2 separate regions of the Sminthopsis crassicaudata genome follow, and region 2 is linked to region 1. A link is a contact called in public Hi-C data. All regions are on one chromosome and are shown on one strand. The core of a region is the stretch at or near the end of the contact, and the rest is flanking DNA. Distances in the headings are between cores, read along the strand shown. Region 1 holds the start of WASHC1 (WASH complex subunit 1). Region 2 holds the start of SLC6A12 (solute carrier family 6 member 12).

The links. Hi-C and Micro-C count contacts between places; a contact is called where the count stands out from the background.
Region 2: a contact with region 1 is called in a Hi-C map of hippocampus, with 2.0 times the contacts expected there. The contact joins the promoter of SLC6A12 here to the promoter of WASHC1 in region 1. A contact is called at or near these places in 2 of 2 Hi-C or Micro-C datasets (fibroblasts and hippocampus).

Annotation. Positions count from the first base shown.
Region 1 is chr5:195,400,068-195,403,588 of ASM4859323v1, reverse strand. WASHC1 (WASH complex subunit 1) reads left to right here and starts at 2,013. Exons shown (of 11, transcript XM_074269307.1): 1 at 2,013-2,311. LOC141543692 (a long non-coding RNA gene) reads right to left here and starts at 2,902. Exons shown (of 2, transcript XR_012482492.1): 1 at 1,582-2,902; 2 at 884-1,193.
Region 2 is chr5:195,658,756-195,662,276 of ASM4859323v1, reverse strand. It overlaps SLC6A12 (solute carrier family 6 member 12), which reads left to right and starts at 1,876. Exons shown (of 15, transcript XM_074269333.1): 1 at 1,876-1,968.

The DNA.
Region 1 (3,521 bases), core at 764-3,263:
TAAAACACTAAGTTAAAGAATTTATATTTTATGAACATAAAGCCATGGAAGGCTTTTGAGCAAGATAGCTGACATAGAACTGTGCTTCAGAAAGATTGTTTTGGCAAGGTTATGAGGGGAGACGTAAAATTCAGAAGTATGGAAATCAATTAGGAGGATATAACAGTAATCCCAAATGACAAGTGTGGGAGTCCTGATGGTGGCAAAGTGATGGAGGCTAGATATATTTTGGAGGCAGAATCCACAGTATGTGGCAACTGGTTAAATGAGTCAAAGATTACTCAAGAAACCAGATGGCTAAGAAACCTTCTTAACAGAAATAAGTTTGGAGGAGGTTAAGATTTCGGGAGAAAGATGAATTGTTTTGGACACAAGTTTGAAATGCCAATAGGACATCCAACTAGAGATGTTGACAATGAGGGGGCCAGAATTTGAGAGAATAAGGGTGAATAAGAAAATACGAGGAGCACCCGAACAGTCATATGTATAGAGACAAGGAAAAGGATGCCTAGAATAAAGATATGATCCCAATTACAGGGTTATCAATGGGTTTTAGATATTAAATCCAGCAATTTTTCCACTGTTACACACTAGGGAACAAAGGGGGAGGAGGGAAGCCTATTTCTTTACGTTTTTGTATGTGTTCCTCTAGTGATTAGAAGCAAATATCTAATGAAAAATTAAAAATAAAAAAATCTGAAGAAGGCATTGTGTTCTGATTTTAGCATCAATAGGACAAAGAAATAGAAAATTTCTGTAACGTAGGGCCTAGAATCAGTAAATTCTTGACTTCAAATTTACTAGCTGAGTGACATTGTCATATTCTCTCTGGCCTAGTTTCCCCCTCGGTAAAATGAGGTTAAAAACACTTGCAATCTCTCTCTTATTGGGTTGTTAAGAAAGCACTTTGTAAAGTCCTACATGGATTTGAACTGTTACTCTTCCGTGCCCCTTCTGTGAGAAAGGCCCAGTCTCTAAAATCCCCAGGGGCACCATGCCATCCTCACCGCCACCTTTCCTTCATCCTATGCTTTAGTGTTTTCCCTATGTTTTGCAACTGGGATGTCCTCGTGTACCACCCTGATGCTGTTCTTCCTAGGACATTGTTGTTTCAGAGCAAACAGAGCCTGAGTTATCCATCCTCGAGATGAATCTCACGGGCTTCCACACAGATAGGTATTCTGGAGGCCACTCTGGGAGAAGGGAAAAATAGAGAAGAGGGCACTGAAGGTCAAAGCAATTAATCCACATGCATACAATAATAGTACATAATTTCATACCCACTATCACCAAGAACAGTAACTGGTATTTTTTAGAGAACTACAGAACAAATTATGTCGGATTCAAGGAAGGTTTTTCATCTAGATTAATTATTTGAAAAGTGGGTTTTGATCATTTTGATATAGGTTGTTTGTGCCTATATACATATATATTCTCACACACACATGGAGTTAGTGTGTCTTGTGCCTCTGTATATTCAGCACTGGAAAAACTGGGAACAGGACACTGATTTTTAGATTCTGAACCTAGGACACTGTACTTTTATAATTTTCACATAATCAGTTTCCTTTACAAACTTACTCAGTGCATTAGAAATGATGTCATAGTGGACAGAGCACTTGGCCAGGAGTCACAAGATTTAAAAACACAGAAGCAAGATTCAAACGCAGAACGTCTTCACCAAATCCGAACCGGTCTTCACCAAATCCGAACCGCGGAGGCTGACGCTCTGGGACGCGGCCACCGCCCTCAGCTGGAAAGTGAGCATGACCCTAACCCCTGCCTCCCGGGATTGCAGGGATCGGATATTTGTAAAGCTCCTGGTAATTGCCATGTAAATGCTATTATCATTTCAAAACATATCGGCTTCATCAGGATGTAAGACTCAAAAAAAGGTCAAGAACTTAATAAACGCCTATTAATTGATCCCTAGCGGTACGTCAGATCGATGAGGGATTCCCCTTAGCAACCATTCTCAGTTAAAAAAAACCACACCACGGAACACCTAATGCGAGGTGTCTCAGGTTTCCCTCCGCGATGGAGGCTGCTGAGCGCTAGACTAGCACGTTATCCCAGGGGCGGGAGCTTCCTTTCAAGTACAAGTTGGACCAATGGTTCCAAGGATCCCCGGGCTTCCACCCCTCAAACTGTGCGGCTTTAGAACGAGGCCTGGGATTGCTATGGCCTCCTTCAGCCGCCCTCATTCCCGCAGGCTCCACAAGAAAAGACAGCTTGGGCCCGCGGGTCAAAGTTAGGCCCGTGAGCGTGGGGGTCGGGCAACGGGAGTTACCGCCAGCAGGGCGGATTTCGGGTAAGGGCAGAGCCGGGCTCGATCAGGGAAAGCAGGGAGAGGATTCTAGGGAGGAAGGAATCCAGGGCCACGGAGATTCGAGAGACCCACGGAGATTGGGGAAGCTCCCACGCTCACTCTTGCACTGAGAGGAGGGCGCTAGGACCCGGCGGCCGGAGGAGGGGGAGGGAAGCGGAAACGAGGGACGTCAGACTCCCGCCGGACTGCCGGGCCAGGCCCGGGGCGTCCAAATCCAGAGGAGCGGCCGCGGTGCCTGGGCCGAGCTGGGGTGGGGGTGAGTCAGAATCTCGGGGGCGGGAAGGGATTCCTTTGTGGGGAGAGAGGCACGCGAGGGACCGGAGGACACAGCGACTCTTTCCGTCCCCCAGAGACCTGAGCCTGGCCAGAGGAGCCCAGGACCGGGACTTGGGGAAGAAAGGAGCCGCCCCGTCTGGGATCCCGGCCGCCCCCACTCCCGGAAGCCTGCCCCGCCTGCCTTCCAGGCTTTCACGTGACTCCGCAGACTCCTCCCCGACCCGTCGGGGAACGTTCTCTGCGATCCTGCTAGGCCTCCAACTACGGTGTCCTCAGACGGCCAACCCCTTCTCTCCTTTGGAACTCGCTGGGTAGGAGTGCCCCTACTGGCCCAGCTCTCAGTGACGTAATGTGCTGTGGGGGACCCCTCCTTTTGTCAGGCCGAACATCCTTCCCCTGGTGGCTGAAGCTTTGAACCCCCAGAGAGGCGGACCGGGCGGGGCGGAGCAGGAGGCGGAATGAGGCTGGGGGCTCGCGGAGCGACGCGCGCCTTCTAGTGAGAGTGGCCTGGCTTCCGCGTCCGCGGGCCCTGCTCGCAGCATGAGGCCCCCGAGGGAGCCCGGGCAGCCTCTTCTGATCTCACGGAGGGGCTGCGGTGGAAGGAGGAAAGCAGGAGCATCCCTGCTCCCGGCCTCACCCAGCCCGCAGAGTGGGGGACGTGGTTCCCTCGCCGATCTCCCATCCCCCCTCGGTTCCTAGATCCGAGGCTGGGAAGCTGGTGCTGATGAATGTCCTCCCCGCCACTTTCAGGGCTAGGACCGTGATTAGTCCTATTTATAGGGGCCCTCGCCTTAATATTCCGCTTGGCACTTCTCTTGCCAATCAAATCAGTGCCGTCTTCAGTGTGATTGTGCTCCACTGGCACCGGGGAGCCGAGTTAATTAAACCAAATATAAATAGACTCCGCCGTTGCCTC
Region 2 (3,521 bases), core at 627-3,126, 260 kb before region 1:
CAATTGCCTCAGAGAAAGAGAGACAGACAGACAGACAGACAGACAATGAGATTCAAAGCCCCAGGTATGTCCTTTTGTGCTGAGGGGCGTGCTGAACAAAGAGTATTTTTTCAAAGTGCCATTTTTCTGTGGATGGATGCAATGTAAACTTCACTGAATGGAGTATGTGAAGTTCCCAGTTCTCTTCTTGGAGGGTAGCTGATGATTAAATGAGCAGCCTATTACCTGGGAATCATTCTGTATAATCTTCTAGGCAGGAAGATGCTGACTGTGGTTTGGAAACAGGGCAGTAGCCCTGTGGAAAGTTACAAGCCATGATTCACCCACTTCACACTTCATCCTGAATGAGGAAGAACTCATTTTTGAAGAGGAAGTAGATGAGAAAGGAAATGTACTGTCTTCCCCCGTCCTCCCCCTCCCCCTCTGCCTGGATCTCTGTTTCTTTGGGCCATACAGCCACTTTCAGAGGCAGGAGGGGTATTATGGAAAGATCCAAACACCTGAAATCAGGAAATTTGGCTTCAAGTCCTCTTGTCACCATTATGAAAAAATCTATCTAAACCTCAGTTTCTTCATCTGTAAAATAAAAGGGCTGGACTAAATAAACTCTAAAAAGCCTTGCAGGTATAAGTTTATGAGTTTATTTATTTGGATATGTGTGTGTACATGCTAGACAGTATTATTTTAGAACTGTGTGTCACAGTGAGTTTTGGCCATGTCAGCTGCATGACCTTGGTGGTCTTTGTGGTCAAGACTAGGCACTATGACAGGACATGAGATGAATTCTGTCCTCAAGTAATAATTTCATGGTAGATATGAGAAAAGAAAAAAAAAAAACAAGAAAAAAAGGCTATATGTATTAGAGGGGTTTTTTCCCCTAAGGATCTTTGCTGAGCATCTACTAGGTAAGGCTCACTGTTAGAGACAGGTTCCATCTGTTTATATATTAGGACTGAGGGGAATAATCAGAAGGCCATTTCTATTGCTAGGGGCCAGGTACTGTCTTAAGTATCTTGGCTCTTAGTTTTGGGGAAATTGACACTTAATGGAGCTATCCTTACCCCCCTGGATTCATTTTGGATGTCAATAATAAAAATGAGGATTCATGAATACAGCATTTTATAGTTTACAAAGCACTTGCCTTTCCACCTGCCCCTGTGATATCAGTTGGACATTTTACAGAGGAAGAAACTATGATCCATGTTCCCCTGATGAGGGATAGGATAGGACTCCAAGTCCAATTTCAGTGTGTCTTTCTGAAAGTTTTTCTGAAAGGCTAATGCTTGTGGAAAAGTCCAGTAACTCTAAGACTGGCTCACCTCCCAGTTCCTTGCCAAAAACACCAGACCACCACTCCTGACCTAAGAGTCAGTGAGCAAGTCCGTGCTATCCCTCTCCACTCATCCCCATCCCTGGTCTTTTGCATTTGAAGGTTTGAGAGGAGAAGGGAGATATCTGATGGTAATGAGAGGATCTTGTCTGCCAGGCCCTTCAGAGTAGTAATTCAGTTCAGTTGTAAAGAGGCAAAGCTTTAGGACTGTGTCCAGGGAGGGATTAGAAGGTTGGAGGCAGGGGGCATCGGTTAGACCCTGGGGACTTGACTTCCTGGGGTTGGATGTTGTAATCATGTTCACAGATATTTGGCCAGTCCCTCCTGTCGCTTGTGGTGTTTCTCTGTCAGCCACCTCCCCACTCCCATACCTCCCTCCTGACATACGGGTGCATGCAAACACACACACAGACACACACACACACACACAGAGCAGCTCTCTGTCTGGGAGTCCTGGGACAACTGATGGGATTCAGGAGGTGGGAGGGAAAGTAGGAGGAGTGAAGGTGGAGTGGTGTTTTCTTCCCAGGCCCCCTTTCTTTTGGCTTTCTTGCAAGCCAGAAGCTTCCTGAGTGCCTGTCCCAGGACCCGATGGCCCAAGGCTGAGCTGACCACAGGAACCTGGAGTTGGGACTGAGGTGAGATGGAGGACTTGGGACTGTTGTCACCGAATTTGAAAGCTGCCTTCAGAAAGGATTTTTCTGAATAAAAGGAAATTTAGTTGAGCTTTAAGATCCTCGACTAGAAAGTAGTCATGGGATGGGGGGAAAGGGAGCCGGAGTAGGAGATCCTTCTTCCAAGATACACTAAGAGCAAAGACAGGATCTAGTTTTAGAGGAATCTTGACATGGAAATGTCATTTTCCTTTATTGCAGTCTCACTGCCTGGATTTCTAAATACATAGATATGTTTAGACAGGGAAGACTAAGAGGACAGAGATTGCTAAAGGAAGTAGATGCCCATATGCCCTAGGAAAAAGGGGGTCAGGTACCAGATGGGATGGACAACAAAGGAGAGAGATAAGGAGAAGGGGTAGGGAGAGGTAGCAGGTGAGATAAAAGACTGGCTGGCCAGTGTAGTGGGGGCATGGAAGCTGACTATATGGTGGGTCAAAGACCTATCTGGGGATGGGGGAGGGGAGGTAGACTGCAATAAAACCAGGTTATTGAGATGAGATGTAGTGAGAGGTATCTCTTGCCATTCTGAGTTAGCGGTGACAGCCACATGCTTCTCCACGAAAGAGAAAGTTAATTGGGGTCTGAGATGACTGAGGAAGGGGTGTACAAAAATGCATGTGTCTCCTGGGGTGTGAACAGTTGACCAGGGATAGAATGAGAGAATGAAGGGGGGGGAAGGTAGCATAGGTACAAACTTGCCCACTAGGTGTGAAGGACAGACTAGGTGGACAGAGGCCCTCAGGTTTTGGTGTTGTGAACACAGGTATGTGTGTGCAGAAGGACGTGACCAGGAACGACAAGAGTGAGTGTGTGTGTGTGTGTGTGTGTGTGTGTGTGTGTGTGTGTGTGTGGAAACAGGCGTTGGTATGTGGGTGTGGAGACTGGGCAGGGCCTCAGAGAACAGGGAGTGTATCATCCCTGGAACCTTCAGTGAGTGGGCACTCAGAGAGTGGACATTGCCCAAATGCATGGGGAGGTGAGGGAGCAAATGATTTTTCTCCTGCCTGGGGCAGGGTACAGAGGGATATTTCAGCCTTGGAACCAGAATCTGACTTCTGCACTTGGGAAGGTGGCTGGGAAATTGTGGACTTTACTAGTTCTCTTACAACTTTTGCAGAGCCCAGCGTGGGATTGAGCTTCTGTCTTCGTAGACAAACTGAGCAGGTTTCTCCCTCCTCCTTCTCCCTTCCCATTCTCCTCTTCCTTCCCCTGTGCCAGACTTCATCCCTTAAAGGACATGGGTGGATGGCAGAGGTGATACTAAGATTACAGAGCATGGAGATATCTCCAGAAATGAATATTTTGCCTATGGGAGGTATGGGCCCTAAACTATTCACAGGTTCTCTTTCCTACTTATTATAGTCCAGGAAAGAAGAGGTTCTTCCCTTGATAGTTTTGTCTTATATTTAAATACTACTTCTTTTCAGAAGAACTTACTTGAATTTAGCCTAAATCTGTTTTTATATTTTAAGCTTAAATTTTATATTTTCCCCACTGGCATTGCACAAAAGTGC